2 separate regions of the Mus musculus genome follow, and region 2 is linked to region 1. A link is a contact called in public Hi-C data. All regions are on one chromosome and are shown on one strand. The core of a region is the stretch at or near the end of the contact, and the rest is flanking DNA. Distances in the headings are between cores, read along the strand shown.

What was found. Hi-C and Micro-C count contacts between places; a contact is called where the count stands out from the background.
Region 2: a Hi-C map of group 2 innate lymphoid cells shows a contact between it and region 1, with 4 times the contacts expected there. The contact joins the enhancer-like site here to the promoter of Ar in region 1. A contact is called at or near these places in 1 of 39 promoter capture datasets (hippocampal neurons), 1 of 484 Hi-C or Micro-C datasets (group 2 innate lymphoid cells) and 1 of 115 datasets of contacts at active chromatin or transcription factors (embryonic stem cells).

Annotation. Positions count from the first base shown.
Region 1 is chrX:98,147,068-98,150,134 of GRCm38.p6, forward strand. Ar (androgen receptor) reads left to right here and starts at 1,690. Exons shown (of 8, transcript NM_013476.4): 1 at 1,690-3,067. The coding sequence starts at 2,715.
Region 2 is chrX:98,475,106-98,478,302 of GRCm38.p6, forward strand. No RefSeq gene overlaps it. Among named protein-coding and RNA genes, the nearest start is that of Ar, 330 kb to the left of the region's middle. Within about 2 kb of position 1,941, at least 4 of the 459 cell types and tissues checked have an H3K27ac peak or open chromatin away from gene starts, as enhancers often do. A contact at or near this core is called in group 2 innate lymphoid cells, where this site is marked.

The sequences.
Region 1 (3,067 bases), core at 440-2,939:
CCACATTTCAGCACCCTACACTAGAATACTGAGAATTACCCATTTTACAGTTGGACAGCTTTTGAATAACTTTGCTATTTTTTTTTTAATCCTAAAGAGTGGTTTGTGAAACTAAGAAAAAAGCAATAACAAATGCACAATAAGGCCTCAACTGCCTTACTCACAGCAGATAATTTTTCACCTGGGAAGGAGGAAGCACTCTCAGGTCATTTTGTTAGAAAAGTTTACTTTATGCTGTTTTCCAAGAGTTGTGGATCTGATGAGTGTACAGCTAGTGTAGAAAAAAAAAAAAAAAAACCTGGAAAGTTTATGTTCTGCTAATATGGGAAATACAACAATGTCCTTGCTTCCCTTCTTTATCTGTGAAGCAGAGTTGATCATGCATACTTCTTTTCCCCCTTGAGGTTTCAGTTAACTCCTTCAATAAAGGTAAACTCTCAGTACAATGGATAAAGCACCCCCCCCCAACTGTAGAAGCCTGTAAATGTGGAAATAGCTAGTGTGATTGCATACTCCACCAACGCCAGTATTTGAAAAGCTGAATCAGAAGGATCATTGGGGTACAAAAGAAATCCCTGTCTCGAAAGAAAGATAAAACAATGCCCCCCAAAACAAATAAGAACACCGTGAGTCTCACAAAACAAATGCACTCATGTGCCTGCTGGGACAGATCCAGAGGTTAAAGCCATTTACAAGTGATGGGGTCTACAACCTTTCTCTAAGGACATTTTCTGTATAGGTCTAGTCTCCATCTTTCTATTGCATACTTGTCCCTACAGTTGGGAGTATCCTACATCATCTTCATTCACTCTTACTTGTCCATCAAAAGAAAGATCATCCCTCTGTGATTCCTCTACCAAAGGTAAGGGTTTTCAAGTGCAAACAATTTAGACATCTAAAGGATTCTATACAAACAACGCTTTGGACAAAATCAAAGGTTCGTGTATGCATGACAAGTGTTTTTGACATTTGTGTTTGCCCACTTTTCTGGATGATTTTTGCCTGTGCATGTCTGAAGAAATAAAACGTATAAATTACAGGTAATTCCCAACAGAAAGAAGGGCTGGGAATAAGGTAGAAATGACCACCATGGGCTTCTTGGGCCCAGAATTCCCAGATCAAATGGCTTGGTGTCAGGAATTCCCAGCTATCCTACAGGAGGATCTCAAAGGTTTCAGCAAGAGTTGCTTTGACTGCAGCTTGTTCTTTAATGTCAGGAGACTCTCCCTTCTGCTTGTCCTGGTGGGCCCTGGGGGGAGCGGGGAGGGAATACCTAAGAGCAATTGGTAGCTGGTACTTCTAATGCCTCTTCCTCCTCCAACCTCCAAGAGTCTGTTTTGGGATTGGGTTCAGGAATGAAATTCTGCCTGTGCTAACCTCCTGGGGAGCCGGTAGACTTGTCTGTTAAAAATCGCTTCTGCTTTGGAGCCTAAAGCCCGGTTCCGAAAAACAAGTGGTATTTAGGGAAGAGGGGTCTTCAAAGGCTACAGTGAGTCATTCCAGCCTTCAACCATACTACGCCAGCACTACGTTCTCTAAAGCCACTCTGCGCTAGCTTGCGGTGAGGGGAGGGGAGAAAAGGAAAGGGGAGGGGAGGGGAGGGGAGAGAGAAAGGAGGTGGGAAGGCAGAGAGGCCGGCCTGCGGGGGCGGGACCGACTCACAAACTGTTGCATTTGCTTTCCACCTCCCAGCGCCCCCTCGGAGATCCCTAGGAGCCAGCCTGCTGGGAGAACCAGAGGGTCCGGAGCAAACCTGGAGGCTGAGAGGGCATCAGAGGGGAAAAGACTGAGCTAGCCACTCCAGTGCCATACAGAAGCTTAAGGGACGCACCACGCCAGCCCCAGCCCAGCGACAGCCAACGCCTGTTGCAGAGCGGCGGCTTCGAAGCCGCCGCCCAGGAGCTGCCCTTTCCTCTTCGGTGAAGTTTCTAAAAGCTGCGGGAGACTCAGAGGAAGCAAGGAAAGTGTCCGGTAGGACTACGGCTGCCTTTGTCCTCTTCCCCTCTACCCTTACCCCCTCCTGGGTCCCCTCTCCAGGAGCTGACTAGGCAGGCTTTCTGGCCAACCCTCTCCCCTACACCCCCAGCTCTGCCAGCCAGTTTGCACAGAGGTAAACTCCCTTTGGCTGAGAGTAGGGGAGCTTGTTGCACATTGCAAGGAAGGCTTTTGGGAGCCCAGAGACTGAGGAGCAACAGCACGCCCAGGAGAGTCCCTGGTTCCAGGTTCTCGCCCCTGCACCTCCTCCTGCCCGCCCCTCACCCTGTGTGTGGTGTTAGAAATGAAAAGATGAAAAGGCAGCTAGGGTTTCAGTAGTCGAAAGCAAAACAAAAGCTAAAAGAAAACAAAAAGAAAATAGCCCAGTTCTTATTTGCACCTGCTTCAGTGGACTTTGAATTTGGAAGGCAGAGGATTTCCCCTTTTCCCTCCCGTCAAGGTTTGAGCATCTTTTAATCTGTTCTTCAAGTATTTAGAGACAAACTGTGTAAGTAGCAGGGCAGATCCTGTCTTGCGCGTGCCTTCCTTTACTGGAGACTTTGAGGTTATCTGGGCACTCCCCCCACCCACCCCCCCTCCTGCAAGTTTTCTTCCCCGGAGCTTCCCGCAGGTGGGCAGCTAGCTGCAGATACTACATCATCAGTCAGGAGAACTCTTCAGAGCAAGAGACGAGGAGGCAGGATAAGGGAATTCGGTGGAAGCTACAGACAAGCTCAAGGATGGAGGTGCAGTTAGGGCTGGGAAGGGTCTACCCACGGCCCCCATCCAAGACCTATCGAGGAGCGTTCCAGAATCTGTTCCAGAGCGTGCGCGAAGCGATCCAGAACCCGGGCCCCAGGCACCCTGAGGCCGCTAACATAGCACCTCCCGGCGCCTGTTTACAGCAGAGGCAGGAGACTAGCCCCCGGCGGCGGCGGCGGCAGCAGCACACTGAGGATGGTTCTCCTCAAGCCCACATCAGAGGCCCCACAGGCTACCTGGCCCTGGAGGAGGAACAGCAGCCTTCACAGCAGCAGGCAGCCTCCGAGGGCCACCCTGAGAGCAGCTGCCTCCCCGAGCCTGGGGCGGCCAC
Region 2 (3,197 bases), core at 691-3,190, 330 kb after region 1:
CCTAGCTATGGTGAACAGAACATATCAATGAACATGGCTGAGCAATTCTTTGTGAAGTTGTTGAGTCCATTGGTGTATGCCAAGGAGTTATATACCTGAGTTATATGGTAGATTTATTTTAGTTTAGTAAGGGCTTTCCATAATGGTTTCCAGAATGGCTGGATATGTTTGCAATACCGCCAACAGTGATTAAGTGTTCTACCCCCCCCCCTTTTCTTCTCCAGCGTTTGTTATTGGTCGTTTTGGTGCTCTTCACAATTCTGATCGGATAAGATGAAATATAAAAGTTATTTTTATTTGCATTTCCCTAATTGCTAAGAACAATGAATATTTCTAAGATATTTCTTAACAATTTTTACTTTTTGTTTTGGAAATGTTTTGTTCAAATAGGTCTTTTTTTTACTCTTTGTTTTTTGAGTTCTTTATATAGTCTGGATATTTTTAATCAGTTAGTTGTATAGCTGCTACCTCTTTGTGACTTCTCCATGATGATTAGCAGGAACCATACGAGTTTGCATTCCTAGCAGTAATAAATGAGGGTTCCCTTTTCCCACATCCTCACCAGCATTTATTGTCCTTCATTTTGTTGATCTTAGCCATCATGAGTATGGTAATTGAAATGTCAATTTCAATTTCAATTAGTTTTAATTTGTATTTTTCTAATTATTAAGGAAAATGAAGATTTTTTTGAGACCTCTGTTCAGATCCATTTTTAACAGAGTCATTTGTTTACTAGACTTGGTTTTCTTTTCTTTTTTTGAACTCTTTATACATTTTGGATATTAATACTCTGATAGATGTATATCACACAAAGATTATCTTTTACTCTGTGGGCTTACTTTCCACTAGGTTGTTTCCTTAGCTGTATAGAAGCTTTTTAGTTTTATGAGGTCTCACTTACCAATTGTTGACCTAGATCTTATAAGGTACGGTCTATGTTTTCTTCTAGTAGTGACAGTATTTTACACTGAGATCTGTGTTCAATTTGGAGTTAATGTTTGTTCAGCGTGATAGTTTTAGATCTAATTTTATTCTTCTGCATGTAGACATCTAGTTTTTTCAGGAATATTTGCTTGAGAAGCAGCATTTTCTCCAATATCTGTGTTTTAGGCATCTGTCAAATATCAAGATGGCAGTAGTCATATGCATTCATGATTGGGTCTTCTATTTTGGTTCATTAGTCTATATGTCCCTTTTTGTATCACTATCATATTAGTTTTAGCACTATAGCTCTGTACTATATCTTGAAATCTGTAATAGTAGTCATTTAGGATAATAGAAACAATTTAGGAAATAATAGAAACAATACATTTTATTCCCCAGGATTGTTTTAGCTATCATGGGTCTTTGGTGTGGTTTCACATGTTGTGGGGGTTTTTTTTATGTTTTATTTATATTTCTATAAAGCTTTTGTGAGGTTTTTACTTAGAATTGCATTAATCTAGCAAGTAAGTTTTGTAGAATACTTATTTTCACAATCGTAATTCTACTAACCCGTGAGTATGAAGGTACTTTCCATTTTCTAATCTCTTCTTCAATCGCTTTCTTCAGAGATTGACAGTTTTTATTACAGAGGTGTTTCACTTCCTTGGTTAGATGTATTCCTTGATATTCTGTTTTCTTTGATGCTATTATGAGTGGGAGTATATTTATGATCTCCTTCTCAGTGTTCTTTTTCTTACTGTCTAGAACTGGTTTTTAAGTTGATTTTGTATCTTGCAACTTTGCTGAAATTCTTGGTTGCTTCTAGAAATGAAATTATTTGGATATCTTATGTGGAAAATCATTGTCTTAGAATTTCTATTGCATGAAGAGATACCATGACCACAGTAACTATTATAAAGGAAAAGATTTAATTGGGACCTGCTTATAGTTTTAGAGGGTGAGCTTATCACATACTGGCAGGAAACATGACAGAGTACGGACAGACATGGTGCTGGAGAGAGAGCTAAGAGTTTTACATCTTGATCAGCAGGAAGTGATCTGGTTGAGCTTCTGAAACCTCAAAGCCCACCCCCTAGTGACACATCTCCTCTAAAAAAAATCACACCTATTCCTAGAAGGCCACACCTCCTAATATGGGCTCCCATTTTTATTCAAATCACCACAATCATATTATCTGCAGACTCCAAACTAAAACTAATCAGAAGACATAAAACAGGATACTTTGTCCTAATCAAGAGAATAGATAAACAAGAATATACTACAATGCTAAACATAGATACATCAAACTCTGGTGCAGCTAGATTCATGAAAATTTTATTACTAGAATTAAAGACACATTAACTCCAACTCAATACCCCACTCTCCTCAATATATAGGTCACTTAGGCTAAAAGTAAACAGAAAAATGCCAGGATTAAATTGCTTTATATATTAAATTGACCTACAGACATCAACAGAATATATTTTCCAACACCAAAGACTATATATTCTTCTCAGCAGCCCACGAAACTTCTGAAAAATATACCACATATTGGGACACAAACCAAATCATTAGAAATTCACAAAACTGAAAAACTCCATTTATCCTATCTGGACATAATGCAATAAACTTCAAAACAGCACCAAATTAATTAATCTCTTGTCATTATACAAAAGCATGAAGATAAATAATATATTACTAAATCAAAAAAGAAAGTTAAAAATTCCAGGAACTAAATGAAAGTTAAAACACAACATAGTACTTCTGGGGCACATTAAAAGCAGCCCTAAAAGAAAGGTTTGTAGCTCTAAGCTCTTACATTAAAATTTTCAGAAAGAACAAAAATAGATAAATTAATTTGGAAAATCCAAATTTTATTAAGAGTAGTTAATGTAAAAGGAGGCCATAAATTTGAAAGAGAACAAAGAGTGGTATATGGAAAAATTTGGAAAGAGGAAATGAAAAGGAGAAATGATGTAATTATATTTAATCTCAAAATTAAAGAAAAATGAGAGAAGCAAACAAAATGATAATCATAACAAAAGCAATCTACAGACTCAAGGCAATCTTCATCAAAATTTCAATGCAATTTTTCACATGAATTATAAAAAAAAATCTTAAATTTTAAATATATGCACAAAAGACCCAGGATAGTTGAAATGATCTTCAATGACAACAAATATTGCTATATCAGATTTTAAATTATAATTTAGAGCTATTTTAATGAAGACAACATGGTTCTGACATAAAACTAGACTCGTTGATGAGTAGAA